Regions from separate parts of the Oryctolagus cuniculus genome. Here region 1 is linked to region 2. The links are chromatin contacts, called in public Hi-C maps. All regions are on one chromosome and are shown on one strand. Each heading gives the region's core, a stretch centred on a gene start, on an enhancer-like site or on the middle of the called end of the contact. The rest is flanking DNA. Distances are from core to core; before and after follow the strand shown. Region 1 holds the start of G6PD (glucose-6-phosphate dehydrogenase). Region 2 overlaps ZNF185 (zinc finger protein 185 with LIM domain).

Evidence for each region. Hi-C and Micro-C count contacts between places; a contact is called where the count stands out from the background.
Region 1: a Hi-C map of psoas muscle shows a contact between it and region 2, with 5 times the contacts expected there. The contact joins the promoter of G6PD here to the enhancer-like site in region 2. A contact is called at or near these places in 2 of 6 Hi-C or Micro-C datasets (psoas muscle and an unstated tissue).

The regions. Positions count from the first base shown.
Region 1 is chrX:132,757,888-132,761,899 of mOryCun1.1, forward strand. It overlaps G6PD (glucose-6-phosphate dehydrogenase), which reads right to left and starts at 1,688. Exons shown (of 12, transcript NM_001171382.1): 1 at 1,569-1,688. The coding sequence starts at 1,688. It overlaps LOC127488381 (a long non-coding RNA gene), which reads left to right. Exons shown (of 3, transcript XR_007916079.2): 3 at 1,545-1,592. It also overlaps a transcript of IKBKG not described here.
Region 2 is chrX:131,363,651-131,367,794 of mOryCun1.1, forward strand. ZNF185 (zinc finger protein 185 with LIM domain) reads left to right here. Exons shown (of 21, transcript XM_070067417.1): 15 at 158-253; 16 at 899-976. Among named protein-coding and RNA genes, the nearest start is that of ZNF185, 36 kb to the left of the region's middle. Within about 2 kb of position 2,736, at least 4 of the 8 cell types and tissues checked have an H3K27ac peak or open chromatin away from gene starts, as enhancers often do.

The DNA of each region.
Region 1 (4,012 bases), core at 438-2,937, 1.4 Mb after region 2:
GGAGGCAGGGACCATGGCTGTTTCCCATAGCCACAGGACCCTGCCTACCTTTGGCACCCAGTGAGGCATGAGGGTGGGAGCTGTTCTGGGGTTGCCCAGGCACGGGGCACACCCCCTGCTCTAGCCCCTTCCACCAGGAGGAGGGAGAAAGAAACAATAAGGCTCTTCAGAGGACCCTTGTCCTCCCCACTGGCTTACGCCAGGGCCTACACTTCCCCCTTTGGCTCTGAAAGCCTCTGGTTGTCACTCCCAGAGCGAAGAACAAAGAGGAACTCTACCAATTGCAATGAAACAGAGTTGCCCAACCCCAGGGCCACACAGGGGAAGGTAGCCAGAAGACATACAATCAAGGCAAAGTCACCGGCCCCTTCGCACCTATTTCAAAAGCCCTCATCTGCTGGCTGGAAACGGAGGTTTGAAGCAGGGGAGACATCTGCTCCAGGTCACACACAAAGCTGGACACATAAGCCATCACTGTGGCCCGGGTCACTCTGTTGGAGCATCCTTGTGACGGCGTAGGGTGGGGATGGGGAAGGATTAGAAAAATCATTCTCAGCGCTCAGCGACTTTCTCCTCCAACTTGCTACTGAGACTAAAGTTTGTGACTGACACAATGTAGCTCCTCTAGTGGGATCAGACTGGGGCCAGAGCTGAGGCCAAGCCTGTACCCTGTGTGTGCCAGGTCTTAGGTTTTTCTGGAGTGAGAAGACAGTGCTTGGGGTAGCCCTCCATTGCTCTTTCATAGGCAAGGCCCTTCTCCCTTGCTTGTCTCCGTCCTTTCCCAAGTTCTGATCAGAGACAGAGGTGGCAGGGAGCGAGTGGCAGATCTGGCAAAGGGTGATGGGAAGTTAATGTCCAAGATGGTCCGTCACATGTTTGCAAGCACATTCGTGGGCATTCCCTGAGTTAAAAATGCAAAGTGGGGACCACTTGGAATTTCTGTTCTCATCAGTGCCGCCTATGTCTTGCTGCCACACAGGGGGACACTGCTCTACCAGGACCACCTCTCTGTCTTCTGCTGTCCCCAAGCCCCATCAACATGCTACATGTTTGCCTGTTCTGCTGTCCCCAAGCGCCATCAATGTGCTATATGCTTGCCTGGGCTTTGTTCTTTGGCCTTTCCTAGCGGAGCTAAATGGCAGTTCCGGCAGCTGGACAACCGGGGCCAGGTGGGATGGGAAAGCGCTCCTCAGCAGGCTTTGGAAGTCACTGTGTGCCACTTGTCAAATCACAAACAGGCTGGAAAAAACTACAGAATCAGTAGCATTCCTCTTTCCATCTCAGTTTTCCCTGGGGAGGAGGAAGGCGTCCAACTAGGTGGTTCCTAAGGATCTTGGAGCTCCAGGACGTGGGTCTACAGTCGATAGCCGAGCAGAGGTTTCAGCACCACCCCCGTGGGGGCATATTATGTAGTGTGGGCTTGATACTAGGACATGGGTGGAAGCAACAGGAAGGGCCCATGTGGCCCCACAATTGGCTGGAAAAGCTTTTGCACAGAGTGGGAAGCGCCTTGCACAATGTCACATTCACATTTTCAATTTTAGGATCCGGGGCCTGGGGAGACTTACCGATGCACCCATGATGATGAATATGTGAGTATCCGCCTGGTGGAAGGCATTGCCTTGATAGAGCTCTTCTCGTAGGATCCCGCACACTTGGGTCCTGCTCAGGGCCACTTGCTCTGCCATGATGTTGCTGTCTGTGGGAGGAAAGGCTTGTTGACAAGATGGGAGAACAGAAGACCATTGAGAAGTTGGCCCCCATCTCCCATCAGGGAGCCTTTAGGTCCTCACTCGGCTGACCACCTCCTGATGGCTGGGACGGGCGGGGACTGGGGGTGGGTGGGAGAGTAGGCTCGGTGAGTCAGAAACTGCAGGCTCTGGCCTTTGGCCGTGCTTCGCGGCTCACTTCTTCCAGAGAGCGCATTATAAAATCGCCCTGAGCACCACAAGATCCCAGTTAGAGCATCAAGTCTAACTAGAGTGAACACCTGCACCGCGTGCCTAGGGCATCTCACTCTGAGCTCCGGCAGAAACCAGGGTGAGTGGATGACGGAGTTTGGCTCCCGCCCTCCCCCGTCCCCCTGGGGAGCCCTCAGCAGGTCCCCGCCACTCTCAGTGTCTCGTCCTTAGAGGCCCAGTGAGAGCGGTGCGTGGTACAAAGGGAATCAGTAAGACCCCATGGATTATGTCGCGTTTCCCAAGCGTGGCAAGTAGCGTGCAGGAAGGGCTGCGCGCGGGAAGCACTCCCTTCGGCTGGAGCGGCGCCCGCCCACCCCGTTACCTGCGCCTCGCTGCCGCCGCCGCCGCCGCCCGCCGCGCGCACTGCCCCGGACTGCACGGTCGTTTCCGGGGGCTGAGCCCCGCCAGCCCATTTAACCGGCGGGGGCGGGTGCCTCGGCTGAGCTGACCGACCTCAGGAGAGGCGCGAGGGGCGGGGCTTCAGCCAGGCTCTCTCGCGCGGGCGGGGCGGGGTGGGGTGGGGCGGGGCGAAGCGAGGGCAGCTGCGCGCGCAGGCCGGGTTTGCGTTGCGCCCGATCCGCCCAGTCCCGCCAGCGCCTGGGCACCTGCGCCGGTGGCCAATTCCTGGACTCCTTGGGGTCTCTGCTGCTGCTGAGCGTCCGCAATGCCTTGCGGGCACGGGTGCAGCTCCCCGCAGTTCTCCCGTGTCCTCATCGCTAGGCTGGCCTCGCCCAGATGGTCGGATTTCCCGCTCGCCCTGGGGGACCCCCGCGCCCTAGCAGTGGGCTCCACTTCCGTCGGCAGCGTGGCCACGCCTCCCTTGGGTTCCCTTTTGCTCATGGCAGGGCCGTTTAAAGCCCTCCTTGCTCCCCAGAGGAACCGACACTTGTCCTCTAGTCAAAGTGGCCCTATTGGTGCAGCCTCGTCCCGGCTCCTCCCGCGGCAGGGGCGGGGCCGTGGGGAGTCCCCGAGGGTGGATGCCGTCGCCGGAGAGATGAGGGGCAGTGTGGGTCTTGAAGCCCTGAAAAGACGCGGGTGGTGCTTATCACTGGGGAGCGTCCCGTGGGCAGGCCAAAGCTGGGGAACTCGTGTTTCCCTCTGCAGCAGGATGCAGTCTTACCGTGGCCTCGCACCTCTCCCAGTCTCCGGTGTTCTCCGGGACCCTGCTCATATGTTTTACTTCCGGTTCCCTTGGCTACGACACCGGAAGCCGGAAGCGGGGGGTTAAACAGCGGGGAAGGGAAGGGCGACTGCCGAACCCGGACCTTCTTAGAACGCCGGGGTCCTCAGAGCTCTCGGAGCCTTCTGCTCCTGTCCTGCTCACTCTAACCAACTCTGCTGACAGGTGAGGTTCTCTTCCGCCAAGACCGGATCCCTTGGGTGGGCGCGGCACTGCCCTCGAGACTGCCCCGGACGTCCAGGCTCCCCCTCCTCTTGGGTCCCCAGCCGGTGCTGCCGCACTTGTTGAGCACGGGCCAAGGCGGGCCGGGTTGTTTGGGCGGTACCGGAGCCACGGAGCCTAACCATGCCCCTAGGGTGAGGACTCTTTCTAGTTTGGAGACATTTTCTGATAAGCAAACTTGTGAGCGCTTGAGATTTTTAAAAAAGGCGGCCAGTTATAGTCTGCCAGCAAACTATCTTACCCCATGGGCCTCAGTTTGCTTGTTTTGCAAAAAAACTTACTATCTCCCTGATCTTAATATCGTTTCTGCGATCTTCATGAACGGGCCGTCCTAGCACATTTGAGCAACAGCAAGGAGACCAAGGGAGGGAGGTGAGAACAGTTGGAAAGGAAGAAATGGGGGACTAGGGTGATACAGGGTCTTTTTGTAGGCCGTTGTAGGCACTGGCTATTTAGTCTGAAAGTGATAGGGAGCCATGGTACGGTTCTCAGAGGAGCGATGTGATGGGACTTTTCTTTTATACTGATTGCTGTGGCCGCGGTGGGGAGAGACAGTAGACTGTAGGGGCAAGGATAGAAGCAGCGTGCCCATTAAGCGATTATTGCCTCAATCCAGGTGAACGATGATGATGCTTTGATCATTTTTATT
Region 2 (4,144 bases), core at 1,486-3,985:
CACTATGCCACACTGCCCTATGGCATCTCAGTAGTATTGTGCCCCAAGCATTCCTTTGAGCAGCTCCTCAGTCCCCATCAGCTACTGGGGATTGAAGTCACTCTCTTGGAAGAGACACAAAGTTCTGAAGCCAGACTACATTTGGTTCCTTCCACAGGATGGGCTCAGCTGCTGGCCTTGCCTCTTTCTCAGGGGATCAGGAGGTGGATAGTGCCAACTCTCAGTCCTGCAAGGCTGGACCACTGGCTGTGAGGTAAGCACGGGGCAGCTTCCCAGTGAGCAATCCCATTGTCAGACAGTGTTCAGGATCAGCCTCAGCCCCAGCACTCCAGGACATCCTTCACACTTCTTAGCTCTATGCTTTCTTCATATCATGTGGTCACAGCAGGACAGGGAGGCCTGAGAGGCCTAAAAGGGGCCTGACCTGGAGCTGGACCTACCCACCCAGTGCAGTGGGAGAAGAGGGACAGGTGATAAGATTTCTGGCCCAGACAGTCTAGCACCAATCTACATAGAACCAAGCTGCAGTGCCCAGCAAGGGAGGGGGAAGAAAGGAGGGGAAGACTGTACTCGTGGTAGAGGGGAGGGCACTGGGAGGCACAGCTTGGGAAAAGATACTGCTAGCAAGGAGCATGTAGCAGGGAACTGGGAAGAACAGTGGCTCCAGTCTTATCAGGCGGTATTGCCTAGTCTTGAACTGAGATGCTAAGGCCACATCCAAGGCTTAAATGATGTTATCAGACACAGTGATGTCTGTGCCAGGACTGAGAGAGCAGACTTTACTGGCAGATGTAGTTCTTCCCTTTCCTGTGTGAAAGCAGCCAGGCAGGTGAAGACCTTGGGCTCCCCAGCCTCCTTTGGTCTGAGACAGAGTGGGCTTGTGTGCTTCCTCTCTCAGCTCCAGTACTACTTTGACTTCTGCTGTCCTGGATGATAGAAGGAATGACAGTCCAGCAGACCTGGAGGACACAAAGGGGTAAGACATGAATACACAGTGCTGAGCTTCTACACCCAAGGAAGAGGCTTGGGATGGCTTCATGAAGAGCTGGCTTTTAATCTGAATCTCAAAAGGTGAATATGAATCCTCCTAGCAGATGGAGTAGGATAAACAAAGGGCCCAAAAGAACTTGTTGTTTCCTGGGCACTGTACATAGGTGAGTGTGGCCAGTGATGAGGTCCTTAGGGAGAAGCGATGGAAGAGAGGCTTGCCAAAGTGGGTAGGGGATGATTGGCCTTTTGTACCTTATTGCCAATGATTGACACAGCTGTTTAACTTTTGAGCATGTACTGTGCACACAGCTCTCTAGTCACAGCATCTCATATGCTACTTTCCAGCTTCTCAAGGTCGATACCTAATTAGAATGAAGAACATAGGCCTGGAACTCAGGTCTCTGTGCCTCCTGGGAAGGACTTATCTGAAAAAAAAAAATAGCCAGGGTGCTAAGATAAAGAGTGACTGGTAGTAACAAGGGCTACCGAGTATGGTGGTAGTGGAGTGCGAGGCAGTGAGCAAAGAGAACAGGGAGAAGGGAGCTGCTGATAAGGACCCAAAAACTTAAGCTTGCAGTGGGAATGTACTTAGTGTGTTCCAAAGTGTGGAATTACTGGAGCCTGGCTAGCTGGTAAGAGAATGCAGATGGAACAGAGCTTTCATCAGGCATGATAAGGAAACTGCATTTTATTTCAAGTTTCAACCCAAAGGGGAGCATGCTATGATTTGGGATTGCTTTTTTTAAGTGAATGCATGTTTTCATCTCCAGATATTGCAACTGGTCTTTTGTTTGTTTTTTCTTTTGTTTTACTTAAACCAGATGCTGGAGGGTGGGATGTGCAGTGCCAGGTGCTTTACAGTCTTCCCAGCAACCCTGTGAGATGGGTAAGATGGGGAAACTGAAGCACAAAAAAGGTTAAATGACTTATCCAGAGCCTTACAAGTGGTAGTGCTAATTAAGAGGGTCTCTGGAAAACCTCAAGAGAAACTACAGAAAGCTAATTTAGGAAGTCTTTGGAGACTATTCTCAAGATCCCACACCCATAACTTCCAGGTGGTTACCACGGAAAGCCAGGGGTGCAGTGCTGTGAGAAGCAAAGCGGGTAGCAGTCTAGATCTGGCTAACTCTAGAGCCCAGGCTCCGAACTACTTTCCTCTGGTGTTTAAAAGTTTGCAAAACTCAATACAAAGTTTCTCGAGATCACATTGCATCTTGATTCCTGCTACATTTGAAAAATCACCCAGGAAGTATTTAAAAAAATTTTCCTGATTTGTTTGGGTTTGAACCACGGGCATCTTCTGGACCTTCCCACCCCACTAACCGGAGAGCTAACAATATCCGGAGATCTTGGTAGTCGCAACGGAAAGTGGGAGGTACTGCTGGCTACTAAAGTGTAGAGTTCAGGGATGCTGCTAAAAATCCCATGATGTGTCCTCCTCCCCAGCCCGCCCCCACAATTACACAGCTCAAAATGTTAGTAGTCTTGCTCTGGAGGGTTCGCGATCTTTTTTTGGGAAAAAAAAAAAAAAGGCATACAAGAGGTTAAGGAGATAGGAAACGTGTGCGTCTGCGCGTGTCCTTGCCGACTGGAGGACTCTGAACGCGCCTGCGCCTTTAAGAGGCTGCGGTAGGGCGTTTGTGCGCCTCTAAGCGTAAGTGCCTACGCGCCTAAAGCAGCGTACAGCTGTCGTGAGTGCGGCTGCGCACGCCGCCATTTCCTGCATTCGCGCGCTTGGGCTGCAATGCCCTCTGGGGAAGTGCGACCTTCCGCCAAGCGAAATGGCTGTCCAGAACGAGATCTGCCACAACAGGGCTTCTCCTGCAGCCGTGCCCATACCGGCCACGAGGTGGCGCTCCAGGACCACAAATATCCTGGCCGCTAATTTCGGCCCCTCCCTGAGGGCTCTTAAGCTTTTCCTGCCCACCCCCACCCCCACCCCGACTCACAGCAAAATGGGCAATGATGGCCCCACTGGCCTTGAGATGACTGCGCGTGGACAACTGCCGGTCACCCAGGCCCTGGCTACAGGAAGGCAGAGTACAGTGACCCTAAGGAGTCGAAGGAGAGTTCTGTGGCTCTAGTTTGTCAGGTGGTCTTAGCACCAACACCTCTTGGACTCTGTATACTGGTCTTCAGAACTGGCCAGGGGCAGGAGGTGTGGTTGTGTGGGGAGAGCAACCGGATCCTCTGGCCATGATTAACCTTTGGGCAGACCTGGCCTGGGATTTGGGATTCAGTGGTGAGGGATTGTGGAGGGTGGGGGTGGGACTGGGGGGTTGAAATCCTGCAGAGCAGTGGAACCTTATTTTTCGTAGGTTATAAAGGAATTTAATTTCAACTGGTCCAAACGTTACGAATTCTGCTTTAATGCTTACTTAGTCCTGCGTATACAAAGGAAAGTGGTATAATACCCTAATAGTATGGACTTGGGTGCTTGGAATCAAATCCAAGTTCTGCCACTTAGTATCTGTGTGACTTTCTGCATGTTACTCACCTTCTGTCTGCCTCAGTGTCTTCATGTGTAGAATAGTGGAACTAATGGCTCCTGTCATATAGCATTGCTGTTAGGTTTAACTGGATTTGCATATATAAAGCATGTAGGACATTTCTTGGTACAAAGTGCTGTATAAATGTCAAAAGCCAGTTCTATAAAACCTTAAAACTAAATGCAGAACCCCAGCAGGAATAAAAAAAAGTATGTCATCTCTTTCGCACTAAACTTTTGTTACCAGACTTCATATCCAAAACAGGCAGTTTTCTTCCTTATTAGATTGCAAATGTGGGCTTTCAGTCTTGCATTCATTCTGCACGACTAGCAGCCAAACTTTAGGCAATTTTCACAGTGCTGACAACCACTGTCAAACAGTGGAAGAGTCTAGTAGAGATAGTACAGGAGTAGAATGGGGACATTCTGCTTTGTGTAAAGAATGTGGTTGTGTTAGGAATTGGCAGTGGCGGCATTGGGGTACTGGAGCTTTAATCCAGTTACATTCAGAAGGAAGGGCTTCAGGGAAACCAACTAATCCAAACTCTAAGACCTCAGTGGTGGCTACTCCCAGGATTACCTAGCCTGTCTCTAACCACTTAGCATCTAAGAATAAGACCGGCAGGATATTACACTGGTGAGCCTGCTGTGGGTGTTTGACTATGA